Linked DNA regions of Hordeum vulgare: region 2 is linked to region 1. A link is a contact called in public Hi-C data. All regions are on one chromosome and are shown on one strand. Each heading gives the region's core, a stretch centred on a gene start, on an enhancer-like site or on the middle of the called end of the contact. The rest is flanking DNA. Distances are from core to core; before and after follow the strand shown. Region 1 holds the start of LOC123408803 (pentatricopeptide repeat-containing protein At4g16835, mitochondrial). Region 2 holds the start of LOC123408345 (general transcription and DNA repair factor IIH subunit TFB1-1-like).

Region 1 (2,700 bases), core at 115-2,614:
TGGCTCAAAAGGCATAGAGCTAATCAAGCACACAGCTCTTTCAAGCAAACCGGCTCGGCACAGGAGATCCACCATGCAAGAGTAATGATCAGCCCGGGGCTCGACTCCATAGATTTCCTGCATTGTCTCAAAACACTGTATTCCAAAATCACAAAATCCAGTGTGGATACAAGCAGTCAGCACTACCACAAAAGTAATCCAATTAGGCTTAACACCTAGAGCCTTCATCTTTTCAAACAATTTGATAGCTTCCTGCCCATGGCCATGCTGTGCATATCCTGAAATCATTGCATTCCATGCAATTACATCCCTTGTACGCATCTCACCGAACAGCTTGCACGCTCCCTCCAAGTCGCCGCACTTGCAGTACATGCTCACGAGCGACGTGCCAACGGTTATTCTCCGACTCAGCGGCAACTTGGTGCACCACTGATGTACCTGCCTCCCAAATCCCAGCGCAGACAGGTTGCTGCATCCAAGGAGCACGCTACTTAACGTTGACTCGTTCGGCCGAACATCGGCATCCCTGACTATCGTCTTGAACACCTTCAAAGCGTCATCCGCGCGTGAGTTTTTGACGTAGCCAGCAACCATGGCATTCCAGGAAACCAAGTTCCTCACCGGCATTCCTTGGAAGAACTCCGTTGCCTTGTCCACATGGCCAGCATCCATGTACCCTGACACCATGGCTGTCCAAAGGACGGGGTCCTCCTTGTGGGGCGCGTCCCTAAAGCAGTCCTCGGCCATGCCCATGTCCCCAGCGGAGGCAAACCCGGAAACCATGGCGTTCCAGGAGACGGAGTTCCTCGCAGGCATGGCCAGGAACAAGGCACTGGCCTCGTCCACGGCCCCGTTCCGGGACAGCCCGGACACCATGGTGTTCCAGGACGCGACGTCCCTGCCCGGCATCGCGGAGAAGAGCTCCCGGGCGCCGCGGACGTCGCCGGCGGCGAAGTGGCAGGAGAGGAGCGTGTTGTAGGAGACGACGTCGGGGTGCGGGATTCGGCCGAACAGGTGGCGCGCGCCCGTGAGGCGGCCGCCGGGCGCCCTCGCGTAGCCCGCGAGGAGGCGGTTGTAGTCGGCCGTGGTCTTGCGGGGGGTGGCCGCGATGGTCTCCGCGGCGCCGGCGAGGTCGCCACGCCAGACGGCTGCCGTGGTGAGGGAGCGGGCACGGACACCGAGACGAAGTCGGCGCCCGATCATCTGTGTTGCACCCGGACAGGCATGTGGGACGCGACTAGTAGAGTGGGAGGCGGGGAGCAGCTGCAGGCGAAAGCGGGCACCGCCTGCCTACTTGTGGTGAAATTGTTTTGCGCCATCCCACACCCTCACCCCTCTCTGCGCTGTTCCCTTCCCCTTTACCTTTGGTTAAGTAATAATTTAAATCGGGCGACCAGCCGAAGCTAGCATCGACCTCTCACTCGCACAAGTAACCTTTACACATCTCATAGCGAATAACGGGCACTGGGGACTATAAACACGCCCGTGTAGATGCAATGACTGGCATTGTGAAGCGGCGCACCCGATGCTGCAACCATGGGCGGATGAGCTGCAACCACAGCTGGGGGCGGGACAGCGCAACGGGCGCTCGGAATGCGATCGGCACCTATACGAAAAACCAAATGTGCCAAATAAATTCTCACATGGACAAACAAAAGCATTGAAATTTTGAGGCTAAACCACGTCTTCCAACTTCAGAGCACAAGTGCTCCACTTTTTTTTTTTTTTTTTGTGCGGGGGAGAGCACAGGTGCTTCTCGCAACAGCAAAAAGGCTGGTCGCGTTCATGCCAGCTGCCAACAGCCCAACAAGGAAAAAAAACACTCATGGAAGACAATAAAACGATCCAATGCAGAAAAAAGAAGCAATCATAATAAGGAAGAAAAACGATTCATTGCGACCATTGTCTGGCAACTCCGAATGGAATAAAAGGGGAGATACATCACTGCTCTCAGACTGATTGAGCAGCACATAGCTTGCAGGTTCACCAACATTATTACAAGGGCACAGTCGCGAAGTCTTCTCCGATCCCCAAAATGAAAACCTTAGCTTGTTCGAGTAGCAGGAATGTAGTAGGATACATTTATCACCTCTTACGTTTCGCCTTCCACTGCTTGAGGATATGCTCCACCACTTCTCCCATGCTAGCCTTCCTGTTCTCTTTGTTGTTCCACAGCTCTGAGACCACGTAGCTGCCGCTGGCATTGTACTCGTTCATCTCCACCAGCGCGGTGGTCACAGCCTTGTAAACCTCTTCGCCCAGCTCCTCCTTCAACCCCACCAGCTTCTCGTCGCCTCCGTCGATGATTTGCTGGGGACACATCACATCGTGTTAGCGTTGATCATTGCACCATGTACGTACTTGTCAGCAAGTGTTTGTTTAAGACAAGAAGGCACAAGATAAGAATCACTCAATTGATCGTTCGTACCTCAGACTTTTCACCTGTAGTCACTATCTTAAAAGGGTGCCAATTGGCATCCCTCATATTGTCTTGCCACATGGAGCATAATTCAAGAGCTTTTGTGTCCGCCTCCACGCCATACTTTGGCTTGCAAGCTTCAACAAACGGCTTCTCGTCCACCTGACCCATCCTCTTGATTCCAATGTTGCTACGCGGGCCCAACAGATCCGCCAAGCTCTGTAAGCCAACAAGCTCAAGAATTTAGTCTACGGAATTCTCCCCGAAAAATAAAAAAACTG
Region 2 (2,701 bases), core at 140-2,639, 590 kb after region 1:
ATGACAGTACTTCAATTGTGTACAACACTCAGTGCTATGGTTATAGAAACCAGCGCTGCATATGGACAAAGGATAAGTACCTTTGATGGTTTGAAAATCGACACTGAGCTTCATTAGTGAGCGTGGATCATTAGGGGTAAATGTGAACTTATCTTCACTCTGCAGTTACAAGAACAAAGAAATAATATGAGTTAGATCAAAGAAGCCCATTATAATGACTTGCAAGCAGCTGTAAGAAAGGAATGAACGATTCACACCAGCTGAAACATACAGAGATGACTATTCAAAAGTAATACCCACTAAGTCAAAGAAGCATTGCGCCTTGCTGCATCAGCACCAAGTATGAGAATACTAGGAACATCATATATAAACAATGCAATCACGGACCAAACAACTGCCCCAAGCGGAGTTTTTTATACTAGCCTGTGTTTAGCCCCCAATTTCATTATACAAACTGGATGTTCTTGCTCGGGGCACAAATTGGCTCCCACTAAAGGCAAACGAGGCACCGGGTTTGACACACAATCCTTTTGCTCCAACCGCAATGCTAACTTACGGCGGATCAAAGTTACTCTGTTCCTCGACTAAACCGAAGGTTGGATGCGGTACACATACAACAATGAGGAAAACACAGGCACACGCACTCGTCCGACCTAAGCGGCAGCATCCTTCAATCTGTTCCGTTTTGCGTCCAACCAGAGACCTGCTCGGGATCAACCAGTTGGGTACCTCAACACCGATAAACCCCCTGCCGAGCAACCCACCCCGACAACCGAGCAGCAAAAGCAACGCCAGCGCAAGCCAACCAACAGAACCAAGACCAATACAAGGTGCCTGAATTAAAGGGGGTCTCGGATGGGGTGGGGATGAGGACGGAGACGGCGAGTGAGGATGTGACCCACCATGCGGAGGACGCCGCCGGTGCCGCGGTCCTTGAGCGTGGCCTTGTACTTGGCACCGATTGTCATGGTCCCCATCGCCTCCTCCTCCTCCTCCTCCTCGCTCTCAACGGCGCAGGGAGAGGGCGAGGCAACTAGCTAGACAGGGGTTCGCTGTCAGGACCTAGTTACGATCTGAACGAATTCGAGGAAGTGACACTCGGCTGGTCGCCTCGCCTCGCCTCGCCGGCGCCAGTGCCGGTGCCGATGGGGTCGGTGTCAATGTCGAGTTCGAAGGAGGGCTTCGCGCGTGCAGTCGGAGGCTGGAGTCATTCAAGGGGTGGAACACGAGACGCTACGGGGAGCTGGGCCTCCGGCACAGGGAGAGAGTTAGGCGGCGGCAGCGTAAGGAGATGCTGATGGGAGGCGGCGGTGCGCGTCGGTCTGAGGACGGCGAGGGGAAAAGGAGGCCCAGCGAACGTGTAGGTAGGCGATGGCACTAGTCCGTAAATAAGAGTAGGCCGCGTGAGGGAAATGTAAGAGATTATACTCTCTTCGTTTTTATTCACTCGCATATTAGAAGGAAAACTCTTACCTCCCACCGGTTGATCCGTGCGATTCATTCATCGTTCATTCATCCATTGATTTGTCTTGATCTGATGGATAAGACCGTGCTCGTGCCCAACGAAGCAGCGACCTAGTCGCAAACCGTTTTCTGAAACTGGATCCTTGTTTCAGAAACGGTCCTGAAGTTGGGGCTCCACGCCGCGCCTTCGCATCAGCCCCGTCGACCTCGTCCGTCGTTTGGCTGGTGCCATGCAACCCTCGCGCGGAGCTGTTGTCGTTGCCATGGTCGCCTGAAGCTCCACCTCGTCACTGCACCGAGTCCCTGCTGACGCCCAGATCCACCCCGGCAACCGTCGCACGGTCTCGTCATGTGCCGTCGTCCGACCTCTTTCCCCGGCCTGCTCCCGGCCCCGTCGGCGAGCTCTCGTGACCAAGGGGCCAGCTACCTCGCCTCCCGTCGCCCCCGCGCCGTCGGAGCGTCGCCGCATCCCTGCCCGCTTGCGGCTCCGCTACAGCCCCAATGTCCCGATGCCAGCCGGCCCTCCCCCTTCCCCCACTCACCCCGCACCGTCGGCCGCTCGCCCCCGACGTCGGCCGGCCCTCCGCATGCGGCAAGCTGCACCACGAAGGGTTGTAAATTTTTCTGCAACCTGATCTTTGTTGCAGAAGTATTTTTGCAACAAGACTTTTGTTGTAAATTTTTCTTCAACAATAGTACGTATGTTTGCAGAAAGACGAAGGAAAAAAGAATTCTGCAACATAACAATTGTTTCTCGAACTCGACCGTTGTTTCAGGAATTAATGGGTCCAAAGTTTATTTTTTGCAACAAATCGATTGTTTCTGCAACTCGACCGTCGTTTCAGGAATTACTGGGTGCCCGACCGAAGCCCCACGCGCGGATCGAATGGCCAACCGTGTAGATCGGACGGTCGTCCAGGTGGCGAATGTTTATTAAACATCCACCGGTGGACGTGTAGCAGCCCCCATATTAGAAAGCCAAAATGTATAAAGTTTAATCAAATATATAAACATTCTTCACCATGGATGATCAATAGGATTATTTACTCCTTTTATTTCAACATCAATGCATCATAATTTACATTCCATAAATTTTTGTTTTATTTTATAAATAAAAAATATTGTAAAAAATTACTATAATCATCATAAAAAGTATTTTATGTCACATAAAATTATAAACATAAAAACATAGTGTACGATGTATATAAAATATAATTTTTCTGATCTTATGATATAT

Evidence for each region. Hi-C and Micro-C count contacts between places; a contact is called where the count stands out from the background.
Region 2: a contact with region 1 is called in a Hi-C map of leaf, with 3 times the contacts expected there. The contact joins the promoter of LOC123408345 here to the promoter of LOC123408803 in region 1. A contact is called at or near these places in 4 of 6 Hi-C or Micro-C datasets (leaf and seedling) and 1 of 1 datasets of contacts at active chromatin or transcription factors (embryo).

The regions. Positions count from the first base shown.
Region 1 is chr7H:386,798,419-386,801,118 of MorexV3_pseudomolecules_assembly, forward strand. LOC123408803 (pentatricopeptide repeat-containing protein At4g16835, mitochondrial) reads right to left here and starts at 1,365. Exons shown (of 1, transcript XM_045101848.1): 1 at 1-1,365. The coding sequence starts at 1,203. LOC123412222 (factor of DNA methylation 1-like) reads right to left here. Exons shown (of 8, transcript XM_045105163.1): 7 at 2,429-2,638; 8 at 1,874-2,310. The coding sequence ends at 2,086.
Region 2 is chr7H:387,392,829-387,395,529 of MorexV3_pseudomolecules_assembly, forward strand. LOC123408345 (general transcription and DNA repair factor IIH subunit TFB1-1-like) reads right to left here and starts at 1,390. Exons shown (of 20, transcript XM_045101469.1): 1 at 903-1,390; 2 at 81-159. The coding sequence starts at 977.